Regions from separate parts of the Mus musculus genome. Here region 2 is linked to region 1. A link is a contact called in public HiChIP or PLAC-seq data. All regions are on one chromosome and are shown on one strand. Each heading gives the region's core, a stretch centred on a gene start, on an enhancer-like site or on the middle of the called end of the contact. The rest is flanking DNA. Distances are from core to core; before and after follow the strand shown. Region 1 holds the start of E2f7 (E2F transcription factor 7). Region 2 overlaps Zdhhc17 (zinc finger, DHHC domain containing 17).

The links. HiChIP or PLAC-seq counts read pairs in DNA pulled down with a chosen protein or histone mark.
Region 2: a contact with region 1 is called in an H3K4me3 HiChIP or PLAC-seq map of embryonic stem cells, with 21 read pairs. The contact joins the enhancer-like site here to the promoter of E2f7 in region 1. A contact is called at or near these places in 15 of 39 promoter capture datasets (the 3T3-L1 cell line, 3T3-L1-derived adipocytes, the C10 cell line and 9 more), 1 of 15 datasets of contacts at CTCF or cohesin (the NIH/3T3 cell line), 2 of 484 Hi-C or Micro-C datasets (cortical neurons and muscle stem cells), 10 of 115 datasets of contacts at active chromatin or transcription factors (astrocytes, embryonic forebrain, embryonic limb bud and 3 more) and 3 of 9 other capture datasets (adipose tissue, embryonic stem cells and liver).

What each region holds. Positions count from the first base shown.
Region 1 is chr10:110,743,844-110,746,823 of GRCm38.p6, forward strand. E2f7 (E2F transcription factor 7) reads left to right here and starts at 1,596. Exons shown (of 13, transcript NM_178609.5): 1 at 1,596-1,836; 2 at 2,489-2,581. The coding sequence starts at 2,489.
Region 2 is chr10:110,976,096-110,979,075 of GRCm38.p6, forward strand. All of the region lies in intron 3 of Zdhhc17 (zinc finger, DHHC domain containing 17), which reads right to left. Among named protein-coding and RNA genes, the nearest start is that of Zdhhc17, 32 kb to the right of the region's middle. Within about 2 kb of position 1,481, at least 5 of the 459 cell types and tissues checked have an H3K27ac peak or open chromatin away from gene starts, as enhancers often do. A contact at or near this core is called in embryonic stem cells, where this site is marked.

The sequences.
Region 1 (2,980 bases), core at 346-2,845:
CCTGCTTGTTGAGCAAGCACTTTACTGATTAAGCCATCTCTCCAACCCCATACCTCTGGTTTTTGACACGGGGGTCTTTCCTTTATCTGGAGCTTATTAAACAGGCTAGTCCGCAAGCCCCAGGGATCGGTCTGTGCCTGCTGGTGCTGCAAGCACAGGCACCTCCACACCAGCATGGGCACCAGAGGTCCAACTCTGATCCTTCAAGCACTTTATTGGCTGAGCTATCCCTATAGTCTTCAAATTGTTATTTGCCATAGACATACTTTTTTTTTAAGCTACTATTGTTTATTTGTTCATGCGGATTGTTTTACATGCGTTCTGGTCTTTTCTAAGGTATAGTCCGGTAGCCATTTTCAGGCTGAATGTACCAGCAGACTGGAGTAAAAACCGAAGGACTTGAGTAAATATTTTGAATTCTTCTGATGGCTCATTGTACATTTTTGAGAGCTGAGAGGTGAAGGGTGGGGCCTTTGCACGGAACGGCTAAGACGGGGTAATGAGAATGATAGTTTTGCGTTGAAGTGGGGAAATACTCGTGGGCATGTGTTAAAGAGGCCGTTATAAATCCCAGCTGAGGGCACCCTACAAAATAACAGTACTCGGGGAAAATCTGGGGATCAACCCAAGAAACTGAACCAGGAGCTTAGGAGAGATGAACAAAAGCGATGTCCTCCAACAGGAAATAAAAAAGCATTTGGTAAAAAGAAAACCTGAATAAATAGTGACTTAAACAAGTGCTTTGTACTTACATAAGTGGCTGAAACTGGGTACTAGATGTGAGTGAACTCTTTTAAAGTATCTTTTCAGTTTTTTGTGCAAATCCAAAACGGTTCTAAACAAGAGTTTCTCAAGAGGGGCCTAAAATAGCAGTCTTTCCTTAGGTTCATATTTTAAATAAGAATCCGAAGGAAGTGAAAGGTCTAATAGAAATCAGTAATATTCCAGAGATATTCTTGACTGTTCCCCCATCCCCCAAGCTAGTCCTTACTAGAAACTGTCTAATAACACATTCTCGACCATCTCTAATGCTCTGGAGAGGGAACACCAGGAAACCTTTTGCAAAACCCCCTTTGGTGCGGCTGCCGGGGTTGTTCCCAGGGCTAACGGGCGTGCCATCTGCTCGCAGCCCAGGTGCTAACCAGGGTTCACGTGTCACCTGGCGGCGCCGGGTGCTAGGGAGCCGCCCTGGCAGGTCCCGGCAACTCGGCTCCCGCAGGTTGCTGGGGGCAGGGCGGCGTCCGCAGCATCCCGCGCGTGCGGATCGTTTCCCCGGCTCCATCTGCTGCGCTGGGGGCCGGCGTGGGTCGGTCCCCCACAACAAAAGGGCGCCCCGCGGAGAGCGCGCCGGCCCGCGCCGCCCCGCCCCGGCTTCCCGCGTCCGCGCCCGCGTCCCCGCGGGAAACGCTCCCGCGTCACCGCCTCCAGGTACCCGGAAGGGGGAGGGGGCGAGGCGACAACAATCCGGCGGGCGGGCGAAGGGGAGGAAAGGCGCGGCGCCGAGCGCCAAGACAGCGAGGGGCGGGGCTTCGGGCCGTGCCGCCGCGCCATTGGTCGGCACCGCCCCGCCGGCCGCCGCGCATTGGTGAATGCTCAAATTCAGTCTCAAGGCGCCAGAGGAGGTGTTTTAGCGGGGACCGCGATCCAGGGCTGGAGCTTGGCTTAGGCGGGTAGGAGACGCTGTCGCTACGCGGACACCGCGGGTGGAGCGGAGGATCTGCGAGCCTTGCCCTGCCCTGCCCATGTCGCCAGCCGGCCGCTGAGATCTACACGCTCTGCCCGCTCACGCGTGCGGCTGCGGACGTCCCCGGAGAGACCCTCCATCGCGCAGCGACAGTAAGGAAGCGTGCGGCCCCCTCGGATGGGGAGGCGGGAATGCGGAGACGGGTTACCCGCCGCCCTGGATGCCGTCCCACAGGCCCCGGGTCCGAGTGCCCCCTGGGGTTGTGCTGGCTGCAGCGCTAGGTGAAGGAGGCTGGTCCCCACTACCACCTACCCCCACGATTTAGGGGTCCCCTGGGAAGAGTTTCACTTGGGGTGTGCTTAGATGCCTAGGGAGGGGCTGAGCGCTTCCCGCATGGGTTGGTCTCTAGATCAGGTTTCAGTCTACCCCCTAGATCAAACCCACTCAAAGTTGAATTCCTCCCGGTTCTTTGCGCCAAAATTAACTGACCTGGGAGACCCTGTAACTTTCTTGGCATTTGCCTAACACCTTCCTTCCTTGGTAACTATTTTGCCTGTTGCTTTTCATAAAGGATTGCAGTTTTGTTCAGTTTTTTCGTCTTCCCAGATTTCCAGTGATTCCTAAGTATATTTTAAGTGTTTGTCCGTGTGAGTTTTAATGAGGAATGGAGGGTGTCTTCATTCTTGGAAAATTCCAGGAATGCTGTAGGAAGGGAAAGTTGATGTTCACAAGTGGCATTTTGTCGTTGTTGTTGTAGGGGGAAATAAATGTAAAATCATTTTCTGATATAGTTGTGTGTTCCAGATGGAGGTGAATTGTTTAACACTAAAAGACTTGATCAGCCCCAGGCAGACCAGACTAGATTTTGCCATTGAAGATGCAGAGAACGCACAAAAGGTAAGCACAAATAAATACTTTATAGTCTCCAGCATGTTTTGGATGGTGATGCCTAGCTTTCGTCTCGTATACAGCATAATTGTGATGGCCGTTATAGAGGAGTTTTTAGAGAATGGGGCCATTGCGACCTTTGTTTCGGCTCCTCTTAAGTCATTAGTGTTGGAACCAGCTTCTGAAGCCAAAGGTGCATTCTGGATGCAGTGATCAGAAGTTTGTGATGCCTAGAGATCCCAAGGGCAGTTGAATTAATGTTGGAAGAAATTAGAAAGCGTTAATTCCCTGGAACAGGATTTTGTTGTTGTAAATACTGGATTTAATGTCCGAATGCTGAGAAACACCACCTTCCTCCTAATGGACCAACTACAGAGATGTCTCCCAAGAGTTACAGCCTTGCCTCCT
Region 2 (2,980 bases), core at 231-2,730, 230 kb after region 1:
ACAAGGTATCACTTTGTAGCACAAGCTGACCTGGAAGAGGAGTAGCTGGGATTAAAGCTGTGTCACCACCATGCCTGGGTTCTATTAAGAACACAAACGGTGGAGGCTGGAGCCATGGCTCAGAGGTTCCCAGGAACTACACTGTGGCTCATAGCCCCCTAGAATGAGATCTGGTGCCCTCTTCTGGCCTGTAGGCATATATGCAGGTAGACCACTTATACATAATAAATAAAATCTTCTTTTTAAAAAACACACACAAATGTTTACATAGGTCTGAAGTGTCTGATTGAAAATGTTTTGAAAAGACTAGAATCTAAAGCAAAAAAAAAAAAAAACTCCACTGGGATCTCTTTTTAAACAATCTTATTCTTTTCTATAGACAGTTTACATCTTGGGACTCATTTTTACTTGGTGAATTTATACAATTCAAGTCAGTGTTGAGTAATTATTAAATGATTTCCAAAAAAAGTGACTTCCATGACTTTTCCTTCACTGTAAAGTCCTGAAAGAGAGTACTATGTTTTCATAATATGGTATTTGTACCCCAGATGTAAGACCTAAGCTCAAATTGACAACATTTAAACTCTTATTTTGTACAGCTTGTATTCACATTTTTAATTATGTGTATGTGTGTGGGTTTATACACATGAGTAAAGTGCCCAAGAGGCTAGAAGAAGATGCCAGTCCCCTTGAAACCCAAGACGCAGGCAGTGGGGAGCAGCCTGGCATAGGTGCAGGTGCCGGGGCCTCTATAAACTACTGAACCATCTCTTCTCCTCCTAACTCGCTCTTATATTTATTTTTATATTCAAACCTCTGTTCAATACTACAAAAAAAAATGTTGTTTAGGAGACTGGTCTGGTACTGCTATATTTTCAAATGCTAAGTACTAAGCCCCCAAATCTGGTTGGCCCCTGACAAAATCCTCCCATACAACATATTATGTTATGTTACCCTGCTCCCAAAGCTCTTTGGGCTATAAAAGGCTATAAAGCCTGTGGTTGGGCAGTATAAGGTAGGCCGGCTTTCAGATACCTGGCTGGAGGTCACAGGTATAGAAAGGAGAGGAGAAGAAAGAAGTCCAAGGAGGGGATGGATTGTGAGCACATAGCCATGAGGTACATTGGCTGGGATGTGAGTTAGAACAGCTCTGAAACCTGCCCAGTCTAAGCTCACAGCTTGTAAATAAAAGACCTGGACTGTGTGTCTTTTACACGGACTAGCAAGAATTTAGAATTCATTTTATAGGGTATCATCAAAGAATGTTCTTGCAGGCACTAATATTCCCTAAGTTTTGAAGAGGGACATTAACAAGTATTTAAAAGACAAAAGCCAATAGCTACAAGACTAGTTTCACCCACTAGAGTCAATCCAGAACACGTTTTAAATGATTAAGGAATTGGTGGTGACTGTTGCCACCAAAGCAACTGTTCAAGATTAGCTTGTAACAAAAGCCATGGTCCATGGGCCACAAAGTACAATTAGCATCACAAGTGGGTGTTGCAGCAATAAGGGAGCAAGTTGGCTCCTGGAAGTGCTACTCAAGGTTCTTTATGCCCTGCAGTGTTGGATCTTAGAACATGACTGCAAACTGTAACTGCAGTTCAAATCCAAACTGTTCTTTCAATGTGCAGAGTTCGTTTTTTGTGTGTCCCTGGTCATCACCCTATGGTGAAGATCCTCAACCTCTTTTGTAGCCTAGGTGAGCAGACTTAGCTCCCCCAATAAGCGATGAGAAGAATGTTTTTTTATTCCGTCCCTACATATGAGGAGCGCAAGTATTTTTATTTCTTTAATTTAACCATGCAAAATGTGTTGACTTGACTGATTCACATGTAACTTTTTTCTCATATCTGTATCTGAGGGTGAATCCAGAGGAACGACTGTGATTGTCACAGGAAGCCGACTGTATTATTTAAGAGAATTCTAACAACTCCAAAGGGGGGGTCAAAAAATCACAGGAAAAAAAAAAAAAAGCTTCTTCAGGACAGCTAAAGAAATAAACAAACAGGAAGCCCACAAAATGAGATAGAATCTTTGCCGTGTGTGTGTGTGTGTGTGTGTGTGTGTGTGTGTGTGTGTGTGTGAGAGTGTTTGTGTGTGTGTGTGTGTGTGTGTGAGACATATGATAAAAATCCTGAATATACTAAGAACTCAAAAAGTTTAAAAAAAAAAAGATTCCCTATGAAACTGACTTGAGATCTAAACAGTTTTCAAAAGAAGAACGAAAACTGGCTAAGGCATGTGTGAGCAGCTATGGTGGCACACAACTTTAATTCCAGCACTCAGTGGACCTCCATGAGTTCAAAGCCAGCCTGGTCTATATAGTTTCAAGACAGCCAGAATTACATAGAGAGACCCTGCCCCCAAAACAAACAAACAAAAAGAAATAACTCAAAACTGCTCACTGCCCCAGCAATTAGGAAACTGCAAATCAACACAACTCTCAAAACTCATCTCACCCAGACAGAGTGGCAAACATCAACAAAGCAACCAGGAACTAAGACAGGGACGTGGAAAACGATGTGCGGGAAGTGAACCCCATTCACTACTGGAAGAACTGCAAACTGGTCCAGCCACTGTGCAATCAGAGTGAAGAATATTCAAAACTCTAACGATAAGTCTATCATTCGCCCCAGCTCTATAAATCCCTCCTCAGCATTTGCCCAAAGGACTCGCTCAGCCCTACTCCTCAGAGACCTCCTCGGCCAGGCTAGCTGCCACTTCATTCACACTCATAGGGAATGAAAGCAACCTAAAGCCTTCAGCTCATCTGGGAATAATGAAAATGTGGTACATACGCACTGTGGACGACTCAGCTTGAAGAAAAATAAAGTTATGAAATTTGCAAGTAAATGGATGGAACCAGAAAACATCATACTGAGTGCGGTAACACAGACCCAGCAAGACAGCTTTGCAATTTCTTTCTCATCTGTGGATCCTAGCTCCAAATCTATAGGTGTGAGTATATAACTTGGAG